2 separate regions of the Hordeum vulgare genome follow, and region 2 is linked to region 1. Evidence: chromatin contacts called from public Hi-C data. All regions are on one chromosome and are shown on one strand. Each heading gives the region's core, a stretch centred on a gene start, on an enhancer-like site or on the middle of the called end of the contact. The rest is flanking DNA. Distances are from core to core; before and after follow the strand shown.

Region 1 (6,588 bases), core at 1,750-4,249:
TTTCATGTCAATTGATGATGATCTGCCATGGCAAAATGGTATGTAAAATTCACAATGATTTGCCATGGTATATGAAGCTACATGATGTATAATTCATGATAAATGAATGGAAATAGTATGAATTGCACTTGCCCTGGCAAATTTACATATCCCTAAAAACACATGGTTAAAATAGACAACATGGTGGTTTCGCAAAGGCCAAAAGATGATGTGTGAAAAAATGTATAACAATTTGGCATATCAAAAATATTAGTAGAACAAAGGCTATCATGGAAAATTTTGTTCAAAAATTGCTAGTGTATATACATAATTCATAGAAAAAAATCATACCAATTCTATCATGGCAACTAATCTAGAATTATGCTATAGAAACTACTCCAAAATTTTGCCATGTAAACTACTCATAGAAAATTCTATCTACTACAACTACCCGTAGAATTTTTTCACAGTAACTACACGAGAATGTTACCATGACAACTACTCTAGAATGTTGTCGTCAATCAAAGAAAAGTAAAACTACCCATAAAAATGATGAAAGCAAATTGTCGTGGTCCATTAGCTAATTTTTCTATGGTTGATTACTAAATTGGCCATGTTATATGTAATAAGGTTGCCATAGTATTATGATTAGTTGAAACACAAAGTTAAGAACAAAAATTGATGTGGCACATTCGTGTTGCAAATTTGCCATCATTTTTTTAATTAAATTGCCATCTTATTATTTAAAAAAAACTATGTATGTAAAAAACACATAAATGAATTATTTTTCCTTGGCATATGCATTTAATTTTTTTTGTCATGGCAATTATGATTTCCATGCTTTGTATATTTTTTTGCCATGAATGTATTCATATATTTAAAAATGTCAGGACCGTATACTACATTGGCCAAGCTCCATCCAAAAATAAAGTTGCAATGGTCGCATCAAAGGAAGTATTTTGTTGCCATTTATACCAAGAAATGGAATTTGCCATGACATTTTAAAATGCTTTTGCCATGCTTCGTTTACTTGAGTTGTCATGCTATATGAAAAATCATGGCAAATTCATATTTTTTGCCATGGTAGTTATTTACTACACGAAAAAGGTAGCTATAAAGGGTTGTAAATTTGTCATGTCAATTGATGATGATTTGCCATGGCAAAACAATATCTAAAATGCAAAGTGATTTTCCATGATATATGAAGCTAAACGATATCTAATTCATGAGAAATGTATGAAAAATGGTATGAATTATACATCATTTGCCATGGAAAATTTACATATCTCTGAAAACACATGGCAAAAATGGACAACATAGTGGATTGACAAAGGCCGAATGATGATATGTGAAAATGAAATGCAATAGTGCTACTTCGAAGCACTTTATGTTATACACTTTGAAGCATTTCATGAAACATCACGAAGGAAGGTAGTTGGTCTACTAGTTTTTTCTTATTTCAAGAAGGTGACTGCAACACTTCACGTGATCATATATGGCACTCCTAAAGATATGGTTGATGTGTATCTTTGAATGGGCCAAAATGCATAAAAGTGTTAGCTCAATATATATGAGCATCCCACACGAGGACATAATCAGTAAAACATGGCTTGCATGGGATGCTTGAGAGCACTCGCTGTATGCATTGGAGGTGAAAGAATTTTCATGTAGCATGGCTTGGCTAGTTCATTGTGCGTTGTCATGATCCAACTACTGATGTGGGAGTGGTTGCCTTGAGGACTTGTGGATCTCACATTACTACTTTGGCTTGCTCCACTCTCACGATGACATCGATGTCTTACAAGGATCTCATCTTTTTGCTACGCTCGCAATTGATGATGCTCCAACATGCAACTTCCTGGTGAATGCCATTTATGACCAAGGCTACGATCCAGCTGATGGCATGTATCCCCTCCCGATCAACATTTATATGGAGAAAATTAGAATCCTCTAGTAAGAAAAATAATTAATTCACAAAGTATCAAGAAGAAGGGAGGAAGAATATCTAGAGATAATTTCGAGTGTTGCAAGCTCGGTTTGCAATTGTCCGAGGTCCTCCTCCGAGACAACGTTATCATTGGAGGAACCACAAGGTGGTCAGGATCAAGCCCCAATCATCAACTCCGACTACCAAGTGCATCAAAGGTATATGTCATGATTGGAGAAGTGTAGGCAGTGATGGTTTAGAGTGATTAATACCATGAAATGAACAAATGGTGTGTGGTGGAGGGCGACTTTGTCCAATATTATTGCAACAAAAGAATTTCATACTACATTAGACACGAGATCTCCTACGGGTTCTTGAAGAAATTCCCCAACTCTTTTGTTTATACCACTTGCCACGAAACATCTTTCTAACGTGTTCGTCAATTTTCAACTAGCATGTTATATGCCACTATAGTCATTATGTTCTTCGAAGCGTTGAGTATCACTAAATTATTTCAAAGTTTTAAGCTATTAGAGACTAATCGACATGCAAATATAGTGACACATGAGATTGGGAATTTTAGTTTTTATAACCATTCTAAAGATGTTTTTGTTAGCAGTGTCTAGATGGTGTGTGCTTTAATGAATGATGGCAAGAATATTTTTCTAAATTAATATATAGGATGGTGTTTATAATAAAAAAGAAATATATGTTTTTCAACCCATAACACAAAAGGCGTGCTCTAGTTCGCTGGCCGCTGCCGACACCACAACCCTCTTCGGTGTTTGATGGGGACAAATAGGCGGAGCGAGAATGGTAGTAGAGAACTCGGCCTACTACCAGCCTATTTCTCTCATTGTCACTATACTAACAAACTGGCCCATGACAGCCCAGTCCACTCCTCATTTCGTCAGTCCCTCACAGTACGGCCCAGCTAAGTTATTTCACTGACGTTGCGGTCCTACTGCCTGCCTAAACGAATCCAACGGCCCAGACGCGCCTCCATCCCCCATCCCGACCGTCCACCCTAGGGTAATCGAACAACAAACCCCGTGCCGCACCCTATATATTGCTCCCTCTTCTTCCTCTTCGAACCCTAGCCCAGCTGCCCACCCATTCCCCTCACCGCCGCCGCCACTCCGCCGCTGCCGCCGACGAGATGGGTCGCGTGATCCGCGCTCAGCGTAAGGGTGCGGGCTCCGTCTTCAAGTCCCACACCCACCACCGCAAGGGCCCCGCCCGCTTCAGGTCGCTCGACTTCGGCGAGCGCAACGGGTACCTCAAGGGCGTCGTCACCGATGTCATCCACGACCCAGGACGTGGTGCGCCGCTGGCCAAGGTGACCTTCCGCCACCCGTTCAGGTACAAGCACCAGAAGGAGCTATTTGTCGCCGCCGAGGGTATGTACACCGGCCAGTTCGTCTACTGCGGACGCCGCGCCACGCTCTCCGTAGGCAACGTCCTCCCCCTCCGGTCCGTGCCTGAGGGAGGCGTCATCTGCAACGTCGAGCACCACGTCGGCGACCGTGGTGTCTTCGCCAGGGCCTCCGGTGACTACGCCATCGTCATCAGCCACAACCCCGACAACGGCACCTCAAGGTACTCTTCCTTCTCCTCCCACCCGTCTCTCTAAAGTACAAGGCTATGGTTAGATCTGACGTTCTCCCGCTAGTAACTGCTATTTGATTGCTGTATGTGATTTCCGTTAGGAAATGATTAAATGCTTCTCTGGCTCATAGTGCGATCTGAATATATGCTCGTTCACTGCTTCTGATATTCTCTTTAATTGATTATATAATGGAAACCTTAGATTGTGCGTTCTTCATATGTTTGTTAATTTATTGCCAGAGACATATTCTTAGATACACATTCTGTCCCTGAGCCTTGAGATGCCTTCTGTTCATTGTATAGTCTGCAACTGGTGCGATATGATGCTCTTCTGATATGTTATCCTAGAACTGGACATGGCATGCTTTCTCTTCTGTTCTCCTAGAACTGAGCATGCATCTAAGAAGTCTATACCTTGGACCAGAGACATGTGATATGTGATCTCTTGTTATCCTGCTTTTGTTTCTGATTGACCTAACATGCCCATGATCTAGCGTTTAGAAATGCAAGGGCCATTTCCTATTATCAGTTCTTGTCAGTACAAGATCCTACATGTTAATGGAATATATATGATTGGTGTATCTTTGTTTATGTTGCCTGATGGCCTGATCCTTTTGATGAATTCTTCAGTTGCAGAAATGTTAAGATGCATTGCTCATGTTCTCTTTATGCAGGATCAAGCTACCCTCTGGTGCTAAGAAGATCGTCCCAAGCAGCTGCCGTGCTATGATTGGTCAGGTTGCTGGTGGTGGCAGGACTGAGAAGCCAATGCTGAAGGCTGGTAACGCCTACCACAAGTACCGTGTGAAGAGGAACTCCTGGCCTAAGGTGCGTGGTGTGGCCATGAACCCTGTTGAGCATCCCCACGGAGGAGGTAACCACCAGCATATTGGTCATGCTTCCACTGTTCGCCGTGATGCACCACCCGGCCAGAAGGTTGGTCTCATTGCTGCCAGGAGGACTGGTCGTCTTAGAGGCCAGGCTGCCGCCTCTGCTGCGAAGGCCGACAAGGCCACTTAGAGTTATCATTGCTGTTTATCTATGTTTGCTGCCTCTAGATTACCCGTCAAGGACATGTATTGCAGTAAGGTTGTCGTTTTTGCTCGGTACTTTGGTAACCTGGTGATGTTTGTTATCAGTTTTCGCCGTGGTCTGGATTCTTCAGTCCACATAAAGGAGATTATGCTTGGATATTTGTTTGTTGGGTTACTTGAGTTAGCCCAGTGTGCTTATTCTTTGTGTTGTGTTTTTGTTTGAGTTAAGCTTCTATTGCTTGATCTCCAAAAGTAGTATTGTTTGTTTTTGTGCGTTACTCTAGATATGACATGACATTACCTCTCACAGACATTGATTTAGTACATTAGTTACGTTTCATAGTGTTTCACCGGTTACCGTTGAGTCGGAGAAGTAACTCACGAGGTAGAGGGGTAGTATCAAAGAGCTAGAATTTGCTGCCAATCAGCAATTCAGCATGAGTATCAAAGAGCTAGAATTTGCTGCCAATCAGCAATTCAGCATGAGCCTGTCTGGTAAGCTGATGTATACGCTGGTTTTAGTTTTGGAGGAAGCTGGTCGGCTAGTATGAATCTGGAGTTGTTCTGGGTAAATCAGCAATTCAGCATGATCCTGTCTGGTGCAAAGCTGATGCACACGCTGGTTTTGGAGGAACACAAATGCTGGTCGGCTAGTATGAATCAGGAGGGAGTGAAGTTTGTTTTGAACCTTGAGGTTGCAGAGTTTGTCGAGATTGGACCTTCACCTTAAATTCGCTGAAGTTTGTGCCCCGTATTCATGATCCAGGATGTTTGGCGCACGATGAAAAGTTCCATCCCACACAGGATCCGCGACTGCACTTACACATGTTGAAAGAGTTTGTTCTCCTTGCAACGCTTAGGAACGGCCGGTTCCTTAGGTGTTGTTCCAAGTCTCCTAATATTTTTTACGGTACATTAATTCAATATGGGCTGTTCATTTGGAGTGTTCAGATGAGCGAATACTACACCTGTTTTTGGTAGTATATTTACTAGCTAGGGGCATTTTTGGTACTTCAATATTTATCAATCACTCAAGTTCCTTCCCTGACATGGCCAACCTTTCCTCTCCCACCATCTGTTGGCCCTGTACATTTCGGCAATATGCGACCAATATGCGACGGAACGACGAAGCAAAGCTGACGGTCTTCGTTCACGCCCCAAGCAGGCATATGCAATACGTGCACAACAATGTAGAAAAGCTAACCTCCATAGTAGATTGGCCGCCAGCCATATATATACACAAAAGCACGTCACGCACTACACGATAGTTAAATCGCTGCTTGCTCCTGTAACACAAGTACACAGGCAAGACGATTGTTGATCGTCGTCGGTGATTTTGTTTATCGCTTCAACCACGAGTGTGATTATAGGGCCGACGACGGTGAGACGAGCTCCGCTAGGGAGGGATTACAGTTACATGAAGCCCCTTATCCCAGGAGGTGTCCGATGGTTGAGCTAATGCGTTGTGTACAACCATGCATATGTAACCGGTTGATGTAAATGGAGTTGCTTCCTGGGTCGTCGTTATGCACGAGCATGGAGTGCAGGCGTCGTTGTGCACGAGCATGGAATGCAGGCAAACGATGCAGTCTTGCCGGTAGGACTGGAATTCACAGCAGCGTCCGCATGCTACTCTTGTCGGTGCAGCGAACGGCGTGGGTCGCACACCGGTCAGTACGGTCAGACACAAATAATACAAGAGCTAAACACCTTTCCATGTAATGCATGCACGAGTACACAGCACAACACACACGTCCAACGCACCAAGTTGTTCGACCGATTTTGGCCGCCGGCTAGACGCGTACATGTACGCATGCACATGGTCGGAGGGCTTCTGATCCATTCCTAGCGTTAAGGTGAATATGATGCGTGGATCCACTTAATTAGTGAGAGTAAGAAGTAATCCTAGTGGGATTGTCTTTTTTCCCGTGTGTCAAATTGGTCTAAACTGATTGAGATGGTTGGATGAGATCAGGATCATTAGTACATGGTATAAATTTCAGGGATTTTAAGATCAAGGTTTATTTTCAACTAGCTCTA
Region 2 (6,306 bases), core at 1,793-4,292, 270 kb after region 1:
ATATTGATAGAAGAAGAGCCAAAAAAGTCGGATACAAGTCTTTCAGCCATTATAATGCCAATCACATGGATTAACAACCCCATCCACGAAGCACACCCACCACATGTACTATCATACATGTTCGACCTAGACCAACCTCATGTCAATGGCGATGAGGCAAACCATAGAGCAATAAAGTCGTGTCACAGACCTCTACAACAATATCAAGACCCAGAGACAATCCAGACCAACGTACCCCGTCCAATGCGCCAAGAGAAAGTGGGCAAGTGGACGTGAGGGTCTGAACGGTCCACGAGAAGGCGTAGTTGAGAGAACACCGAAGATGAACTACATTGCACTCCGAAGGCCCACGCCAAGAACAGTGGTCGGCACCAAGTAGTCGGCACCAAACTGAGCAACGTCATCGGGACTCCTCGAGCAACTCGACAACGCTCCAAGGCGAGGACGAAGACATGACGCCACCGCCTCTTGGTTCGTAAGCCGGATCAAGGAATTTCCGCCGAGCAAGAAAACGAAGTCGGATCAGAGCCAAAAGAACGCCTTTAAGGAAAGTACGGTGCCCACGAGCGTCGGCGTTGCTAGACTCGGCCACAAGGGCGCCCACAAGCGACATCGTTGGGTACAAACTCGTCTCCTATTACCATTCAGGCCCTGCTTAGGATGCCGTTTTCTTGTAAAATAAATACACACCTCCATCCAGCAGTTTAATTTCCAGCCAGAAAACACTCATGTCCAGTAAAATACACTTACACCCATGTATTGAATTACACCTATACCAAGCGCGCTCTCACTCTAATCGCCTAGCCGAGATACTCTGTAATGTAATAACCACGCTTAGTTTCGCCACCCTTCCAACGAATCTGGATGAAGCGAATCGACGTTCGAAACGTGGGTGCCGTTGGTTTTCCTTGTAAACCATGGGAATCCAACTGAAACATCATGGCTGATGACGGCAACCAGTTGCAGCAAGGTTAAGAAACGAATATATCTAAGTTTGTGGCGTGACTGTGCCATTTGTTTTTACCAGGTGGCCGTGCTGCTTACGGAAGGAATAAGTAAGGAAAAAAAGAAAAGGGGAAGAAAAAGGGGGAATAATACGTCCAAAACTTCATTTTCATCAGAATATATGAAGTGGCCTTTCATGGGATCACACACGATCACTTTTGCACGATTAAAGAAGAAGAAAACTGGCAAGACACGGTTTTGTCAAAAGGGAATAGCTGGAAATAGTGGTACAACGACTACTCTCCGATACATCAAAGAACAGGGCAGGAAATATTGTGTAGTCACATGATAAACGGTGCAACTTTATGTGTTTGTTTCGTGCAATAGGAGGGTGCCCCCGTCTTCCTTTGTATTAGTAAATCCAAAAGAAAGAAATATTTCCTTTGTGTAAATCCAAAAGCAAGAAATATTTTATGTGATCGAAGATGGCATGGCACACATGTAGAAATAGACGACAAGGGTATGAGAAGAAGAAAATTTAGGGGGCATGGTGACCACCGAGACCCTGACTGACTCTTGGGGCCTTGAACAGTCGACCAACGTCTCGGTAAAGCAAAAAAAAAACAGGCATGCAGGCTCAGAGATAAAGAGAGAGACGAATTGATGAAGAATGGACAAGCTTGTCATTGCCCAGCCAGCCACAGTGGCATGAAGGGAACATGACACACACTAAGAATTGTCGAAATTTCACTCAACTGCTATCCCATAGCCAGGAACAGATTACTGAACCCTTCTTACCGGGCTGTTCCAGGCACGTCACCACTGTACTGTTTTCGCCACTAACAAATTCAGCGCGCACAAAGCAGAAATTTCTGGAACGGGCATAGTGAAGTCATCACGAAAGAAGGATTGCGGTTGTACGTGCGGAGGTTTCCACGGGGCACTCGATTGGCACCGAAATTGAAATTCGCACCGACGATGATGACCGGCCGATCCTGAAGATGAAAGATAGTGCATTCTGCCACTGCCAGAAGAAGAAGAGGCGGGCGGGGTGAGGCGGTCACCTACACGGCAGGCGATAGGGACACGAGAGAGGTCCAGCACAGCAGAAAAACAACCAAGCAGAAGAAATGGAGGGGAAATCAAAAGGAAAATAGATCAACGAACGGGCCTCCTTTGCACTAGTGGGGCGGAACAGTAGCGTGCCGCGCTGCAGTGTGTTGGGAGGGGAGGAGGCTCCCAAAAGCAAGATGCCAAGATAAAAAGGTGGTGGCCGCTGAGAGGAGAGGAGGCCACCCCGCAGCAGCAGCAGCAGCCCAAAGTGGACTGCAGCACAGATGGGTGTGGTGTGGGTGAGTGGCCTCCACATCGGACCAGAGCTAGCTTCTTCCGTGACTTTTTGGCTGTCACAGCTGAGCCACACGCCAGGAAATCATTTCCCGTCTGTTAACCAGGCTTTTCAGAGAGAAGCAAACAAATGGTGGTACAGTAATGGAGGAGTTAGGTCCCGTGGATCAAATTATTTTCTCACGGCCCTACCGCCCTGCTGAAGTGGTCGCCACGCTCCACAGCAATCTTTGAGCATGGCATGATGCAGGCAAAACACTTCCAGGCTTCAGCATGGATGATGGCAGCAATGGAAAAAAAAGGCGAGATACATGATGCAGGGATCATTAAGCATATAACTAAAATGGAGCAGCATGCCCTAACACCCCGATCAATATTCAATCATTTCGCCGCATAACACGTGTCCTGGGGAGGCAAAATCTTCCTTAATAAAGCAAAGCAGCCATAATTTGGAGGTAACTTAGGGCTCGCTAATGGCGCACAAGTTGACCTGACGGCACTGAAACAACATTCAAAAGGATGCTCAAAACTTCCAGGACATTGTGCATCGCTTCGGCTGCACAAGCACAAGGATGGGCATCCGTCCAAGGCTACGGTCAGCTTGTGACCACAGATTCACAAAAAGCTTGATCTCAGCTTTGGCCCAAACAGCTCTAGAAGGACACTTCTTGCAAGGACAGGTTTGTGCAGGCACTCAGCAGTAGTAGGTGTGCTGGGGTGTGCCTATGATACCAACTTGTAAGATCTTTTTTCCGAGACTCGATAATGGCTGACAAAAAAGGTGAGATGGTGTCCTCTCTGCCAATGATAATGGCTTACAAAAAGGCCAATACTGCTTTTCATATCAAGAGGACAGAAAAAGAAAACCAAGGAAACCAGATAGAGACTTCACCAAGATTCCCATTTCCAATCGCAAGCAAGAGGTAAAATTCTAGCAGAATACACTAGATGTTTCATGCACTGCAAAGTACTACTACCTCTATAACTTAATATAAGACGTTTTTTACACTATAACAGTGTCAAAAAACGTCTAACATTTTGATACAGAGGGGGTAACTCTGTTCCTATATATAAGGCGTTTTTGCAGTTCGAACAATCAAAAGGGAGGAGAATTAATACTCACCAATCAATTTAAAGTCATTCATTTCAGCCAGATAAAAGGGAAAAACAGCCGGGGTTTTCAGTTGAATGCTGATTAATGTGTATTTGTCCAAGCAGTCAGCAGTTTCCTGTTAAGCACAGACCATTATGCATTAGTACTTTCCAGGATTCAACTCTACGTAGGAAAATGCAGTGTTGCATGTGTGCCTCAGCAAACACATAACACAAGTGATTCATTAAAAAACAACGTATGTTTCCTGAACTCTCACACAACGCCTCGCCAAACACAAGTGAATCTGCAAACCCTTTGTTGAGAAAAAAAATAGTATGCCAAGATTCAAGAGCATCGGATATCCATCCAGTTTGATTGTAATTATAGGTCTAGAATTCTCACATCAATCAACAAAAAGAAAATACTGCTTATAGTTCTATGCGTTGGTGGTCTATCAAAGCACCAAAAGGTTGATAAGCACAACAGCTTTTCTTTCTCGTGAAAACACGAAAGAATCACATCCCATATTCCCATCAAAGAAGAAGAAAAGGAACCAAGAAAGCAGCAGCTTACGCTTTCAGAATCACCATGTTTTGTACAAAGTTAGAGGTCTAACATTAGTTAAATATAGGAAGTTCTGGCTAGCAGCCTGGTGGAGCTTTCAAATCAGTACTGTCATGAACACTAAATACTTGCTGACTTATTTATGTAGGAAACAGCGTTTCTATTTGAAATTTAAAAGCATAACAGATGGCTATCACCAGCAAGAGTCAAATGTTTTATTTTTTGCTAGCCAGTACTGTGTACATTCCAGTTAGCTATTACTCGTACTTCCTCCGTCCGGCTTTATTGGATCGCCTCGTATTTTGGCTCAAATTATGACCATCTATTTGACTAAAATAATATGATATGTATGATACAAAAAGTATACTATTAGATTTGTACTTGAAAGAGGTATCCCACGGTATAATTTTTATGATCAAAATTTGTTAAACGGAGAGGTAATAAACCCGGATGGAGGAAGTACTAATTGCCTAATTGATGGTAGTTAAACAGTTGTAACAAGGATTTTATTATCAACACTCGCAATAATGAATAATGGTGGGCATATGATATTCAACAAGATTTAGAAGTTATTTTTCTGGACGGCTTGACCAGAGCTAAAAGGTTTCAGCCTTTCAGGTATAGTTGCAAACAAGAAATATGAAGCTCATGAATTTGAAACCACACCCCACTATTAACAACCAATATACTAGTATAATGCATCAGCACTCGTGTGTACCTTGTAAGCCCCAAAAGGCATATACTGCTAGCACTAATGAAATCCACACACTAACCAAACAAAACTACCTCATAATATACATATGAAGTTGCAATATAGCTTATGCAGCATGAGCCAATCAAAAAGCTGCCTTTATAAGTTAGAATCTGAGGACAGCCCAAATGATGGAATATAGAGTCTTTATGGGAGTTCCAAATCACACCCACCAGATCACATGACTCCCAAGAGGCCAAGAGCTCCCTCCCTCGCCTATAAATGAGAGGCAAAAGTCATCAGACCCTTAGGCAACAAAGGTCAGCTTGCTTCTCTCCCTACTAGCTTCATTCTTCTTCTTCTTCCAAACAGACTGGAGTTCATCAAGGATCCCGTCCTGAAACTGGAGCCCACAAGCACTCAAAGGAAGAAGAGCAAGAAGACGGGCTCCCAGCCGATACAAGGTAGGAGCGAACAACGTTAGGGTACTGTCGTTATATCTCCTGAGTTGATATGGTGACAGTGAGAGAAGAGACACGCAAAGGGCCATGGACAGAGCAGGAGGACATGCAACTGGTATGCACTGTCCGTTTGTTCGGTGAACGCCGTTGGGATTTCATTGCCAAAGTATCAGGTTTGAGGGGTGGGGATCCCAAAATTAGGTAGCTATATTGAAGTATTTTGCGCCAAGTCGCAATAAGAAATGTCACCTTTTCTAATAACTCTCTTCTTGCTTCAACCTCTGTAATCTTCATGCAGGCCTCAACCGCACAGGAAAGAGCTGTCGCCTCCGGTGGGTCAACTACCTCCACCCTGGCCTCAAGCGTGGACGCATGACTCCTCATGAAGAACGCCTCATCCTTGAGCTACATGCTCGGTGGGGAAACAGGTTTGATTCAAAGAACAACCTAAATAATAGGGTAACAGCTTTCATCTGCTGTTATGATGTATGAATGATATATCTGGAGGCTCTTCAATAGGTGGTCCAGGATAGCACGGAAGCTGCCAGGGCGTACCGACAATGAGATCAAGAACTACTGGAGAACACATATGAGGAAGAAAGCACAGGAGAGGAAGAGGAACGTGTCACCCTCATCATCTTCATCCTCAGTGACATACCAATCCTGTCAGCCACAGACGCCATCGATCATTGGAATTGGCGACCAGGAGCTTCATGGTGGCAATAGCTGCATCACAAGCATACTGAAGGGCACGCCTGGTGACATGGATGGATACCTCATGGATCAGATATGGATGGAGATTGAGGCACCCTCTGGGGTCAACTTTCATGACGGGAAGGATAATTCATACAGCAGCCCCTCTGGCCCTCCGCTAACATCACCGATGTGGGATTACTACAGCCCTGAGTCAGGATGGAAGATGGATGAGATAAAAATGGCCCCACAAGTTGGTCACAGTAAAGGAATTGGCCCCAGTTATTGAAGCCATATATATTGCATCAGATTACTAAGTTACTTGCAACCTAGCAGAAGTGAAATGCTTTTGTAGAAAGAACCATTAGCATGGATCTAAAAAATATTTATATCTATCTAGCATTCCAAGTGTGCTCATGTTTTATGTATCTGCTATGTAGTAGTATCTAGTGTGCAAGACATGTACTGCAAGGACACTCCCACTCTGTATTCACGATATAATCAGCTATCCC

Evidence for each region. A called contact is a pair of places that touch in the nucleus more often than the background predicts.
Region 2: a contact with region 1 is called in a Hi-C map of seedling, with 4 times the contacts expected there. The contact joins the promoter of LOC123398612 here to the promoter of LOC123400024 in region 1. A contact is called at or near these places in 2 of 6 Hi-C or Micro-C datasets (leaf and seedling) and 1 of 1 datasets of contacts at active chromatin or transcription factors (embryo).

Annotation. Positions count from the first base shown.
Region 1 is chr5H:95,432,346-95,438,933 of MorexV3_pseudomolecules_assembly, forward strand. LOC123400024 (60S ribosomal protein L8) reads left to right here and starts at 3,000. Exons shown (of 2, transcript XM_045094417.1): 1 at 3,000-3,505; 2 at 4,189-4,707. The coding sequence starts at 3,066. The coding sequence ends at 4,534.
Region 2 is chr5H:95,705,165-95,711,470 of MorexV3_pseudomolecules_assembly, forward strand. It overlaps LOC123398612 (myb-related protein MYBAS2-like), which reads left to right and starts at 3,043. Exons shown (of 5, transcript XM_045093066.1): 1 at 3,043-3,215; 2 at 5,013-5,104; 3 at 5,164-5,274; 4 at 5,400-5,529; 5 at 5,621-6,306. The coding sequence starts at 3,058. The coding sequence ends at 6,083.